Regions from separate parts of the Mustela erminea genome. Here region 2 is linked to region 1. Evidence: chromatin contacts called from public Hi-C data. All regions are on one chromosome and are shown on one strand. Each heading gives the region's core, a stretch centred on a gene start, on an enhancer-like site or on the middle of the called end of the contact. The rest is flanking DNA. Distances are from core to core; before and after follow the strand shown.

Evidence for each region. Hi-C and Micro-C count contacts between places; a contact is called where the count stands out from the background.
Region 2: a contact with region 1 is called in a Hi-C map of fibroblasts, with 3 times the contacts expected there. The contact joins the promoter of RPL18A here to the promoter of CCDC194 in region 1. A contact is called at or near these places in 2 of 3 Hi-C or Micro-C datasets (fibroblasts and skeletal muscle).

What each region holds. Positions count from the first base shown.
Region 1 is chr1:13,707,949-13,714,478 of mMusErm1.Pri, reverse strand. It overlaps CCDC194 (coiled-coil domain-containing protein 194), which reads left to right and starts at 2,759. Exons shown (of 4, transcript XM_032315166.1): 1 at 2,759-3,439; 2 at 4,511-4,607; 3 at 5,025-5,157; 4 at 5,608-6,530. The coding sequence starts at 3,116. The coding sequence ends at 5,758.
Region 2 is chr1:14,051,567-14,058,556 of mMusErm1.Pri, reverse strand. It overlaps RPL18A (60S ribosomal protein L18a), which reads right to left and starts at 2,933. Exons shown (of 5, transcript XM_032315480.1): 1 at 2,824-2,933; 2 at 1,343-1,522; 3 at 624-753. The coding sequence starts at 2,841. LOC116574718 (a long non-coding RNA gene) reads right to left here. Exons shown (of 3, transcript XR_004279458.1): 2 at 6,693-6,990; 3 at 4,499-4,714. LOC116581748 (a small nucleolar RNA gene) reads right to left here and starts at 258; the gene lies at 126-258.

The DNA.
Region 1 (6,530 bases), core at 1,510-4,009:
GGGGACCTTCTCTTCCCTTGAGTCAACAAGTAGCCAATTTCGCTTCCACACTCCCAGCAACACAGAAGCAGACTGATTCCCTGGTGCCGCTTCCAACGGGAGAAGAATGAGGCACAAACAAGTCAGCTGCAAGAGATTGGGAGCAGGGGACAACAGTCGAAAAGACTGCAGCCACGAGCAGCTCCACAGTCTCACTTTTCTTAGATAGAAACAAGAGCCAACAGAAGGACCGATGATGGGCAAACATCAGTCACGTGTCTTGTGGATAAGCAAGAAGTAGGATAAAGTTTATAGTTAAGCAAGCACATTCAAAGGACTCCTCTAACAATGGGTGCTTCTGGGAAGAGAAAGGAGCGATAATGGGAAAGGGAAGCAGGCGGTGTTCCGTTCCAACCTGAGCTGACCGGCGTTCCCGGCTGCCCGCTGCCAGGCTTCTGTGAAGGGGCGGCGTTCCGCCCTGAACGAGCCGGGCATCCCCAGCTGCCCAACTTCACGGTCATGTATCGTCCTTCTCCCCAAAGACCTGCTGCCAGTCTATGTTTTTCTTAAGGCCATCTCTAAATGTGCTTGGTAACTAGTAAAATCCTCCAGGGGTTATAGTTTAAGTAACAAATAGTTCCGAAGGGCAGTAGCAGAGTAGGTCTTCAAAATCCTCACTTCAGGGCACCTGGGTGGCTCAGGTGGTTCTGCAACTGCCTTCCTTCAGCTCAGGTCGTGATCCCGGGGCCCTGGGATCCAGCCCCGCATCCAGCTCCCAGCTCAGTGGGGGGGCCTGTTCCTCCCTCTCTTTCTGCACCTCTTCCTGCATATACTCTCTCTCTGTGTCAAATAAATAAATAAAATCTTTAAAAAATATATAAATAAATAAAAATAAAACAAAATCCTCTGACTTTAGACCAACAGACTGCTTATCAGGGGCATACCAGTGCCTTACTGTGGAGGAATGCTGCTTCTATGTAAACAAGTCGGGTCGGGTCTCAGACAGCCCTGATAAAATTATCAACACAGCTACGGACAATGAGGAACAATAGAAAAACTGGGGGCGGGGAGGGGAACTAATTCTCCTGGAAACTAGACATCTGGTCTTGGTTCTTGTGGCTCATTCCATTCCCAGGACCTTCGGCGGTTATATGACTGGCCCTAATTTTGGGGATCATGCATTTTAAAATATCAAATCTCTATCCAGGATGGAATCTCAACCCTTCGTAGCTCTCTGAGGCCTCAGAAGCTCACACTCAGGCCCCGTGCTCAGAGAGCAAGACCCTACTGATGTCTCCCTTACTCTGGTCCCTCTTGCCTCTGGGTAGGGACAGCTCTGTGCCCCTGCTCAGTGGAAGTAGCTGCAGAAGAATGACCTTCTGGGGGCGCCTAGGTGGCTCAGTGGGTTAAAGCCTCTGCCTTCAACTCAGGTCATGATCCCAGAGTCCTGGGATCAAGCCCCTCATTGGGCTCTTTGCTCAGCAGGGAGCCTGCTTCCTCCTCTCTCTCTCTGCCTGCCTCTCTGCCTACTTGCCTATTATTGTCTGTCAAATAAATAAATAAAATCTTAAAAAAAAAAAAAAGAATAACTTTCTGGGATGCCTGGGTGGCTCACTTGGTTGAATCAGGTCATGATTCTGGGGTCCTGGGATCAAGTCCCATGTCGGGCTTCCCCTGCTTTGCAGGGAGCCTGCTTCTTGTCTCCCTCTGCCTCTCCCCTTGCTTGTGCTCTCTGTCAAATAAATAAATAAAATCATAAAATCTTTAAAAATAAAAGAAGAAGAATGACCTTCCATTTTCCCAAATCAAGAATAATTTCAAATAAAGAGAGGAGGGAATCAAAGTCTTACTCAAAGCCTCCTCCCCAGCCAAGCTTACAGATACAACTCACAGGTGTCTGTAACTGGCCCTGTCTTTCCAGGGGGCCCCTCATTCCCAGAAAACAGACCACCACTACACCACCAAACACATTCTTCTCTAGCAAGACCAAACCCACATCCCAGACAAGCCTGCCCAGAGCCCGCCCCCCTCCACACACACAGCCCCCAGAAACTTGTCACCTTCTGCTCTATGGGTCCAAGCATCGACATCCTCCTCACACAGCCCCAAGGGCACAGCTGCAACCCTCTCACGTCCTCAAAAGCCCCTAAAAGGCCCAGCTTGACAGAAACCCGGGAGGACATCTCTCTTAATGTCGGGCTCCTCTCCCACCTTGAAGCATGAATGAACTCTGTCCTGCTTGTTGCTCTACTCTTTGTGCAATTCTTTGCGGCCAGCAAGGAGTCACCCTAACGCAAGGGAAAGAGGAAGAGGAGGGGGAAGTAGGGGGGGAGGGGACAGAAGGGAAGGCAAAGAAGAGGGAAGAAGTAGGAAGAAGGAAGAGGGGAAGAAGGGGCGAAGGAAATGGAGGAGGGCCCGGAGAAGACGAAAAGAGGAGGATGAGGAAGGGAAGGGGGAAAGGAAGGGGGAGGGGAAGGGAGAGGAAGGGGAGGGTGGGAGGAGGAAGAGCAGGGGGAGGAGGAGGGGGGAGGGGGAGATTCATTTCCGAGCTGCGGGAAATCGCGCGCTGGAGACTGACCTGGATCTGATTCGCGATGTAAGCTCGCCCCCTGGCGGCCTAGTGGAGAACCGGCAGGGAGACGGGACCGATTCCCTCCCGCGTCTGCCCCCCTGACCCTCTCACAGCCAGTCACAGGAAGCGGTGACAGCCACAGCCAGGCCGACCTCAGTCGGTCGGTAGCCTCCTGTCTTGTAGCCTCAGTTTTTCCATGAACACAATGGGGAGCCTTGGCGAGTACCCCCAAGGCAGATGGGTGCTTTGCGAAGATGTGTTCACATGGTTCCCACTTGGCCGACTGGGGCAGGAAATCCGACCAACCCCACTTCACAGTGGGGGAGACCCTGAGGCTAGGAGGACAGCACATGGGGTGCAGAGGCAGGAGTGGAACGAAGGACCCCCCCCCCCCAATCCTGTCCTGGCCTCATGTAGCCTAGGCAGGCCTCTGGCGGGGGTCCAGCCCCTCCCAACAGACTCGGGAAGCCACGGTGGGCGGGGCGGAGCCGTGGGTGTCCCTGGCGCCCCAAGGTGCCAATTAAATACTCGTGGCTGTCTGGAGCCAGAGCTGTGGACGGCGGCATGGCCGAGCTGGGGCCAGAGCCGGGACGCGCGTGGAGGGTGCTAGCCCTGTGTGGGGCTGCGGTGTTCCTGGCAGCGGCAGCAGCTGGGGCAGCCCTGCTGGCCTGGAACCTGGCCTCCTCGACCTCCCGGGGACCTCGCTGCCCAGAGCCAGGGGCCAATGCCACGGCACCCCCCGAGGACCTGGCGCCTGAGCTCGAAGAACTGCGGCGACGGCTGGCAGAGGCTACCCAGCACAAGGAGGCTCTGGCCAGACAGCTGGACCAGGCCAACCGAGTCGGACGGGAGCTGGAGGAGGCACTAAGGGCCTGTCAGGGCCGTCAGGTTGGTGGGCAGGATGGTGGGCTGGGGAATCCAGAATTGGGAGAGGGCATGCACTCACATCCCCAGGGCTGCCCAACCCCACCAGTGCATTGGTTTCCCTAATTCTTCAACTGAGGGGGGCAAATGACAATAGCACCATAGTCCCTTCCAAATCCACAATACCAATTCCCCCTGGAGTCTACCTTCTGACCAAGAAGGTCCCCACGGTTCTCTTTGCATAATAGCTGGTGATTCTTAGGGAAGCCCCAGACCCCTGAACCCACCTGGGGAGGCCCCGTGCTAACCCTCTCCTTAGGGTGCCCACTCAACCTCCCCCAGCCAGTGTCCAGCAGCCCTATTTCGAGAGAGGGACATTCACGTCACCTGTAATTAGGAGGCTAAAGTTGGCCTCTTGGGGGAGGTACTGGCCAGGTCCTCCCTTTTCCTCTGGCCACCCCTTCAAACTCTTTCTTAACCCTTCCCAGCCCTGGGCCTTGCAAAAGAACCATCCTGAAAGTCCCAATCTTTCATTTAATGACTGTTCTCTATTTCTGTGTACCAGGCCCAGCAGGGACTGAGCGGTGTGAATTCTAGAGCCAAAACAGACCTCTACCCTTTACCTGCCTGCCTAAGAGAAGGGCCTGAGGCCACTGAGGTTAAGAGTAGCCTGCTCTGGGTTCAAATTCTGACTCTGCCCTTCCGTGGGAGATATTCTGAGGCCAGGCCCATTGTTTTGAACCATGTCTCCCATAGCGGAGGGAGCATACTCCAGAAACCCAACCATTGCCAACCACCAAACTGGCCTGTATTGGTCTGAAACCCTAGTCAGTGAGTATAGACGTAGCTGGAATTGGAACCGCAGTCTGACCGCAGAGCTAAACCGTTTCCACATCCGGTGGCTTGGAGTAGGGGGCAGTGGACCTGGACAGAGCAGCAGTCACCGCTGGGTATGGCAGGCCACTTGTGTGTTTTCCAGCCACAGGACTCCCAAAGGACATTTCCAAATAAAGTTAAGGGAAAGAGGGGAGACTTCACTTCTTCTCTCCCCGCCCCTTCCCACCTCTCTACACTCCTCACTTCTCCGCTCCTCAGAGCCGGCTTCAAACCCAACTGATGACCCTGAAGACTGAGATTGAAGAGGCCAAGGCACAGGGGACCCAGATGGGGGCTGAGAACGGGGCACTCACAGGTGCGTTGGGGCATAAGACGGTACCAGACCTGGGGTGGGAGGAGCCTAAAAGGTTCCTGGTTACGCAAATGACACGCATGGGTGCAAACGTAAAGGACATGCCAATAAACGCGAAAAGTTATGTAACATACGCACATAACACTCAAAAGACCACGCAAGTGTCACACAAACAACGCAAATACAACAAAATAGGCAAACGCCATGAATGACTCCAGAAAGCAATACAAACCTACGAAAATCTCTGCCAATGACACGTAAAGGTCTTGCAAACAGCACACAATTTTAATTCAAATAAGGCAAAGCTGCAAATAGTATGCAGTCTGTAAACTCGAGCGACTGCGTTAGCTGGGTAGGGGCGAGGTCTCGAGGTCTCGGAGCTGACCCCGCTCCCCGCTCCTCGCTCCTCCGCTCCCGCAGAAGCCCTGGCACGCTGGGAGGCGGCAGCCATGGAGTCTGCGCGGAGGCTGGACGAGGCACAGCAACGCGCACGCGCGGCCGAGGCCGAAGCCGAAGCTTGCGCAGCCCGGGAAGCGACGCTGCGCGAACGCGCGTGAGTGAAGGGCGGGGACCGGGGCGGGGCCTGGGGATGGAGAAGGGGTGGGGCAGTGTGGGCGGGGCCTTGGGGAGCTGAGCGATGAGACCGTCAAAGAGGCGATCCTAGAGTTGGAACCTAGGGGTGGAGAAGGATGTAGGTTCTCTGGGGGCGAGAATCTCCTCGTGGGGGCCGGCACTCTGGAGACATTTGTCCCTGGGGTCGGACTTACATGGAGGGCCTTGGGGAAGGGCAAGGAGCGGGAAAGGATGTAAGGAAAAGGTATTGAGAGAGAGGACGGGATCTGGAGGTGGAGCTCCTGGAAAGGTGCTGGGAGTCGCTGGGGAGGGGTCCCAGGAATGGCTGGGGATAAGAAAGGACAGGGGATCCTGGGGAGTGGGGTTCTCAGGAAAGATGGAAGAGTACTGAGGAGGAGGGGACTGAGGGGCTTCTCCCCACCTTTGTCAGGAAAGCCCTGGAAGCCGAGTTGGGCCCCCAGCGCAAAGTGCCGCAACCCCGATCCCGCTCCGTGTCACGACCCCGACCCAGCCCCCGTTCGCGCTCTCGCCCAGGACCCTCTGGGGGCTGCCGGAGGCCAGCGCGGCGCGCACGAGGGTGAGTCGGCCCCCAGCAGAAGGAGGGCTCTGAGGCCAGGAGGGCGCACACTGTGGCTGGAACATGTAGAGAGGTGCCCCCGCTGGATAAGATGCCCCGTCGACACCCATCAACGCTCAGCTTTAGATTCAGGAACCACTCTGAACGGAACTACAGAAAGGAGACTCCACCCTCTCTCTCCAACCATCTAGTGTTTATTTTACAGGCGGGGAACTGAGGCCCATTTGCTAACACAATGAGATAAGTGTTTTGGGACTTAAGCCCCTTCTAACGACAGCATTGATTCATCCCACAGACATGAAGACTTAGGGTCCAGCCCTGGCTCAAGAGTGACCTGGAAGGGTCACGTCTCCCTTGTGGGCCTCAGTTTACCTTGTCTGTAAATTGAGTGTTTGGAATCATGTGTAGCAAGCCAGCCTATCTTTGACAACAAAAACTGACCAAGATGGCATGACGGGAAAACAACAGAGTCCTCTTCCTATGAGGAGGGTACGAAATTCCCAAATGAAATTTTAGCAAAAAGAATTAAGCAACACATTTTTAAAATACATCACAACAAAGGGGACTTAGGTCTGAGATGCAGGGATGGCTCAAAATTCACAAGTCTGCTAATAAAATTCACCACACTAATGGATCAATAAGAAAAGTTCTGAAAAGGCCATCAAAATGAGGGCCAAGGTGCGGATGACCACTGTCAAGTATTTAATATTGTTCTGGAGGTACTAACCTATGCACTTAGACAAGGAAAAGAAAGAAGAGGTATGAATATTAGGAAA
Region 2 (6,990 bases), core at 1,684-4,183, 340 kb before region 1:
GGGCGAATGTGCACCCTGGGGTCTGGGCATTCCTCAAACCTCCCATCAAGTGCTGGCCTAGAGGGACCCCAACTTGGGGACTGGGTGGCTGGAGCCTCTGGCCCCAGCAGGCACTAGCATATCAGGGGTGTAGAACCTCCAAATTCACTTTGAGAGGCACGGCCACAGCCCCCCAAAGGCGACGAGATCCACTTGCTGTTAGCACCTCTGTTTAAACCGCTGCTATGAGAAACAGCAGTTCTTGGGTTGAGGTGCTTGGGTTTGGTCTCTGGCAGGTAACCCGCCCTAGGAGCACCTGGGGCCACCAGCGCCAGATCCCAACAGACAAGGCCAGGGCTAGGGGCTAGACTCTGGGTGGGAATTTTGTCTGCAGAAGTGAAGGACCCTGAAGCTCCACCTGCTGGCAGGTTCCAGAAGAGGCGCCCCGAGCATCCTCTCCACTCCTGCCCCCAACCACCACCCCTGGACTGCCTGATCCCCTAATCCAAGAAGCCTCTGGCACTCTGGCACTCCTGCCTCAGTCTGGCAAGGAGTGGGCGGGAAAGAGGGTGCAGGCTGACTGAGCTGCAGATCCCTGCAACAAGAGCCCTATGGGAGGACTGGGTGCGGCCCCGGCAGCTCACAGCACTGGGTGACGGCGCCTGCGGTGGTCAGGTCCCGGTACTCCCGGTACATGTTGTGGGTGCCGCTTCTCGAGTCATAGCGCAGCCAGATGCCGAAGTTCTTCACTCGCAAGGGGGATTTCTCGAACACCTAAGTGCCAGAAACACTGGCTGAGACAAGAAGGCCAGCAGCCTTGCTAATCCTCTTCCCCAGGCCTCTCTTGCATCTGTTTCCCAGTCCTTGAATCTCAGAGCACAGGAAAGCAACCTGCTGTCCTAGACAAATCCCCATGGCAACAGTGGAGCGGACATGGCCAGCCAGGCCGGCACACCTCCCCCATGTGGACCACCAGCTCGACTCCTCCCAAACACTACTCTCCCAAGACTACCTGCGCCCAAAAGCAGCTACCACCCTGCAGGTGTCTGATGCAGAGTCCAGCGCCCATCACAGCAAATGTGCTCAGGTGACAGCACCTCTGCCTACTTTCTATAGGAGACTCAGCCAAAGCGCTGGCCTCAGCCGAGGTGTCCGAGCATACCAGCCACACACTTCCCGGGCCTTGGGCTCTCTCATCAGGAAAAGGGTACGGAGTTTATCCATCCCATCCCAAACTAGGGCTTAATTACCACATGCGAACAAGCCAAGATTTATGAAGTCTGGGAATTCTGTGGGTTGAGGAACCCCCACGGGAAGGTGTCAATCCACTCCAGACCCCACCCTGCTCTCAGACACCCCGTACCTGTCCACAGTAGACGATTTCCCCTGAGGACTTCTTCATCTTTTTCAGCTGAGACACAAAGTACCAAAAGCGGGACTTGGCGACGACGTGATTAGGTGCAAAGATTCGCATGCGATACAGCGGCGGAGTGCGACATTTGGGGGTTGGCAGGCAGCGCCCCACCACCTTGTACTCTCGCAGCTGAAACACAAACAGGAGTTGAGGTGGGGCCTGACCCAGAGCCCTGAGGCCAACTGTGAGATTCACCTTGCTTCCTTTCCCAAGCCTGATGAGAACTGAAATCAGGAGAGTGAGAACAGACTGTCCCATCACAGGGCATCCATATGGAATCCCGGTGACTGGGTCATGCCAACTGTCCCAGCCTTCCCAAAACAGGGATCGAGGGCGGGGAGGATTAAGATGCCTGTGTAGCCTTTGCCTTGGCTCAGGAAAGCTGGGCAGGGCTGTCAATCTGGCTGTCCTTCCCGTTTATATTCCTGTGAAAGCAGCTGAAGCCTGAACCTGCAGGCTCCTTCCTTCACAGCATCTTTGCAGCTCACATCTTCCCAAAGTGCTCTTTCACTCTGGAGCCCAAAGACAGTGGCCAGCCTGGGATCTCACAGCCCACTCCAGGCAGAACCAGGACAAGCATCCAGTTCCCTTTCCAGGCCTGCTGCCATGGGACCTGCAGCTGCTTCAGTATTCCCAGCAGCAGTCCAAAGGGGTTTGGACTTCCCAGGGATCTCCCCGTTTACAAAGATGCAAAGACAAAGATGTAGGCTAAGGCCAAACACTGTGATATATTACAACGAACCCACCTTCGTAAATGACTCGTCAATCATTTTATTAATACAAGAAGAATGGCCCCAAATATCGCCAACTTGTCTCCTACTTCCATGTGTAAATGTGACTAATCAGCCCCGCGGACCACCTGCTCAGGGAAGGACCGATGCAGCTGGCCTCCTCCCCAGCGTGGAAACTGAGGCTGGGGAGCCGTACAGGACGCACCCTGTTTCTCCCGAGGGCTCGCTCTTCCATCTCTGCGCCACAACGCCCTCTGATTTTACTAAGCACTTGCCACGATAAACCTCCCCTTGTCAGCTCGGGTTTAGTTTTCTACTTCTTACTGCCCCGTCAGGGAACAAGAAATATTAACGTTTCCTCCCACCGTGACCACTTTGCAAATGGCGAAACCGAGACTTGGAAGATCGACCAAGTCCCGTGGCTCGAACTTCCAAGCCACGCAATTTGTCCCTCCCCCTGGAAAGGAGAGCCGACCTCTCCGGCCCCCGAGATTCCCCAGCGGGTCGGAACCACGGCACCAGCCTCCCCACGCGGCGCCTGCAATGGCCGCCATGTTGGCTGGGCCTGGGGGTGGCGCGCGGTGGCACCGGACCCAGCCAAGAGCGCTCTCCCGCTACGCGGCCCACGCCACCTGCCAGCGCCCCCGATTCGATCAGCACTGTACTCCCCGGCCCCCCGGCCCGCCACGCTCGCCTTACCGTGCCCGAGGCCTTCATGGCGCTCTATCCCCTTCAGCCGTCGCACGAGAAAGGAAGTGGCTTTCGTCGCGCAGCCGCTCACCAAGACTTCGTTGACGGAAGTCCCGCCTCTTGCAAGTTGCGCGCCCATTGGCTTCTCGTTCCGACGCTCAACAAGATCTGCTTTTTCACTGGCTCCAGATCCACCAACCTTTCACAGCCCTTCCTTCTTCCACAGCGAAACTACGCAAGAGGGAGCGCCACTAGCCCCCTCCCTTTCCACCGTGGCCATCAAGGAGCGTCGTGCGCAGCATGCCGGGAGTTGTAGGCACCCGGGAAGGTCTGGGTGGTAGTTTGAGCGTTCCACTTCCAGGGAAGGCAGGGAATGCTCGCGTGTAGAATATATTTCCTTATTGCTTTATATTCCATGAAGTGACTATATTCTAGTGTAATATTTTAATTCTTTTAATGATTTTTATATATGTTTAATATTTTTTCTTTTAATATTTAATATTTTAAGTAATCTTGACACCCAAGGTAGGGTTTGAATTCACAACCCTGAGAACAGGAGTCTCATGCTCCACCCATGAGCCAGCCAGGCCCTGGGACCCTACATTTTTTAAGTTATTTCCTTAGTTGTTGCTCTAGGGCTTAACACATATATCTTAATTTAGAATCTTTTAGCTGCCTTAATTTTTTTTAAAGATTTTATTTATTTGACAGAGAGATAGATTAGAAGTAGAGAGGCGGGCAGAGAGAGAGAGGGGGAAGCAGGCTCCCCGCTGAGCAGAGAGCAGGACACGGGGCTCCATCCTAGGACCCTGAGATCATGACTTGAGCGGAAGGCAGAGACGTAACCCACTGAGCCACCCAGGGGCTCCTGCTGCCTTAATTTTAATGAGATTTGGAAATGTTACCACTATATGATTAATTTCCTCTACCCCCCACTTTTGTCTCATTATTGTTATTATTTTGTTACTATTGTTAAACGTATTATATCTACGTATGATATAAACCTAAATACATTGTTGCAATTGTCACTTAAAATTCTATGGTTTGGGGTGCCTGGGTGGCTTAGTGGGTTAAGCCTCTGCCTTTGGCTCAGATCTTGATCTCAGAGTCCTGGGATTGAACCCTGCATCGGGCTCTCTACTCAGCAGGGAGCCTGCTTCTCTCTCTCTCCCTTCTCTGCCTACTTGTGATCTCTCCGTCAAATAAACAAATAAAATCTTTTTAAAAAGTTCTATGGCTGTTAAAGAATGTGAGAAAATAGAAGAGGGCAATTATGTATTTATAGAGTTTGTCATATTAATTTTCTCCATTTGCATTTCTGGTTCTCTTCACGTGTTTTTGTGAATTAGCGTCACTACACGGTGTCATTTCCTTGTTCGTATACTTTGCTCACCTCCTTTGTACTATTGTCAAGTCAAATACATTGCTACATGTTATAGGCCCAATGACATAATATATTTTTTCATACAATTTCTTTTTAAAATCAGTTAAGAGGGATGCCTGAGTGGCTCAGTCGGTTAAGCGGCTGCCTTCGGCTCAGGTCATGATCCTAGCATCCTGGATCAAGTCCCACATAGGGCTCCTTGCTCCGTGGAGAGCCTGCTCCTCCCTCTGCCCCTTCTGGTCACTCTGCCTGCCTGTGCTCTCTCTGTCTCTCTGACAAATAAATAAATAAAATCTAAAAAAAAAAAAATAAATAAAAATAAAATAAAATCAGTTAAGAGACCAAAATATGCATTTGTGCTGCCTTTTATAATTATAGATATATCTTTGTCTGTTGTCTTTCATTTTTCCTGAGTGTTAGAATTAACATCTAGGGTCTTTTCGTACTTAAAGTAGTCGCAAGCCAAACATGGGCAGGAGATGAGATAGGTGGTGTCTTCTTGGTGGACATTTAGGTCTTGAAAAACCAGAAAATTGGTGGGAGAGGAGGATGAGGGGTGGAGTGTAGTCAGGCCCCCCCCCCGCCCCCGCCCTCCCCGCGCCCCCCCCCCACTGCCTCCTACTTCTATCCTGCTCAGGACAAAAGGCAACAGGCGACTCCATCCTGACGGAGCCGCGAGTGTCCACCAGGTGGCAGCAGAGCTCTTGCCTTGGCTGTGCCGCTGAGGCCAAGAGCCTGGACGCTGGTGTGTGCGGCAGGAGTAAGTTCAAAACCCCACACAGATGGTTCCCGGGCGTATTGTCTCTTCGGGCCTCAGTTTCCCCATCCTTGGGGGATGAGGCTAATAATCGTCTCCAGCTCTTGGGGTTATGAGATTTAAATGGCGTATAATGTTCGGATTGGGGAGGCAGGGGCCCTAGCCCTGGAGCTGTGCCACTCCAGCCTGCTTGAACGGCCAGCGCAGGGCCTCAGGTTCCCCAGGCTGCAGGCAGGGAGTGGGAGAATAGAAAAAGGTACTGGAACACGACAGCAGGCGGGCCGCACAAATCAAGGGGTGGGAGGGCCGGAGAGGGGGCCGGAGGAGGCGAGCAGGGATGGCAGTTGAGGAGAAGGGAGCGCGGAGGTGTAGGGAGAAGGAGGGAAGGAAGGGCTCCAGGCTCAGCCCCAGCCTTGGAGCCAGGCGCTTCTATCTTCAAGGCCTGGGTCAGGGTGACTCCCGCAGCTGGAACAGAAGGAGGAACCCTGGGGAGGACGGGGTGTGTGTGGTCTAAAGTTTGTTAAGAAGCATTTTTTCCCTTCTTGGCTCTGCTGGATGAGTGTGGCCCTGCCCACCCCCACCCCATGCCCGCCACTCCCCTGACCCTCCCTATTCCCCCTCCCTCCCAGATGCTCTGCTCTGGTCTGGCCCCTCACCTAGCCTTGGGCCAAGCTGGGAGCCCAGCCCAGTCAGCTGTTCCGGGCTAGTGTCCCTTTGCCTCTGTCACTCACTGCCTTTCAATCAGGCCCAGCTGAATTCCTGGTTGGCAAGGGCGCCCCTGGGCTCCCCCGTCTTCCCAGTCTTTCTTATTCCATTGGACCTTGAAGGTGCCCTTTCTTATCCAGGCTCCTGGGCCACACTGGGCCTCAACCCATGTTGGATCACCACCCTGGCCAGCACCACCTGAGCTGCCCCACCTTCCCCATCTGGGCTACCAGGCCGTCCATCTTTCCAGGGCTCCACGTGCTGGCCCAAGATTCTGCTCCTGTCCCTTCCTCCTGCAAATGCCCCCAAGGCACTCACGCCTGGACTCCAGATGCCAAAGCTTCTCCCCCCCCCCCCCAGCCCCTCCTCTCCTGCCTCTAACTATTCCTGCTCCCAAATCACCTAAGGCTCTTCCTCCTAATTTGATCATTCATTCATTCTAATCATTCATTCATTCATTCTTTCGACTACTTCCACGTGCCAGGCACTGGGGACCCAGCAGTAATCAGGACAACAGAAAACTCCGGTCCTGCGAGAGCTGACATGCTTTTGGGAGAAAATGGACAAAAACAAGAAAAATAAGAGTAATAGGCATCACAACAGAATGTGAGAAAAATAAACAGGAAGGGGTTGCCATGGGCTCCATACAATTATTGCCTCCCATGCCCAGCCAGCGGACAGACCCCATATCCCTTTTCTCAGCCTAATTGGAGGAGGATCCTATGGCACTGTGATTAAGGGAAGCAAGCCAAGCTGGAGGCTCTTTGTTCCTGAGCCTGTCCCCCACCCCCGCCCTCCCTTTCCTGAAGGGGGAGGGCACAGTGCACACCTCTGGGGTGGGTACAGGGATTAAAAGGTTGCTCTGCATGCAAAGCCCTAATGCACTGGTGAGTACTCGATGTGTTTGCTCTTCTCATGATCAATCTGATTGCTTTGGTTCACGGTCAACTTCTGAACAGCAGCTCTCCTATTCCTATTTCCTCTCCCATCCCATGTGCTTACATATGTTCCCTTTTTTGATTAAACACTTACCTTTCGATGGTATTAACAAACACAGAGTTCAACAGGCATGAAAAGGTAAAGGGCAACTATCTCCTTCTTCTGCCTACCATGGCTCCCCAGTGGTTACCACAAGAACAGGTGATACAATTATGTTGGTGTTTCCCTGCGGAGGGTCTCCGCATCCTCATCGGCTCTTCCGACACGAAGCAAAGCTTCCTTCCCCGGGCAGGTGCACACCTTGCTCTTTCTTTGCCAAGCCTGGAGGTCTTCCCATATTGTCAGCCCTGTGTCGCCTCAGTCTTTTTGCACAGCCGCGTAGTATTCAGTG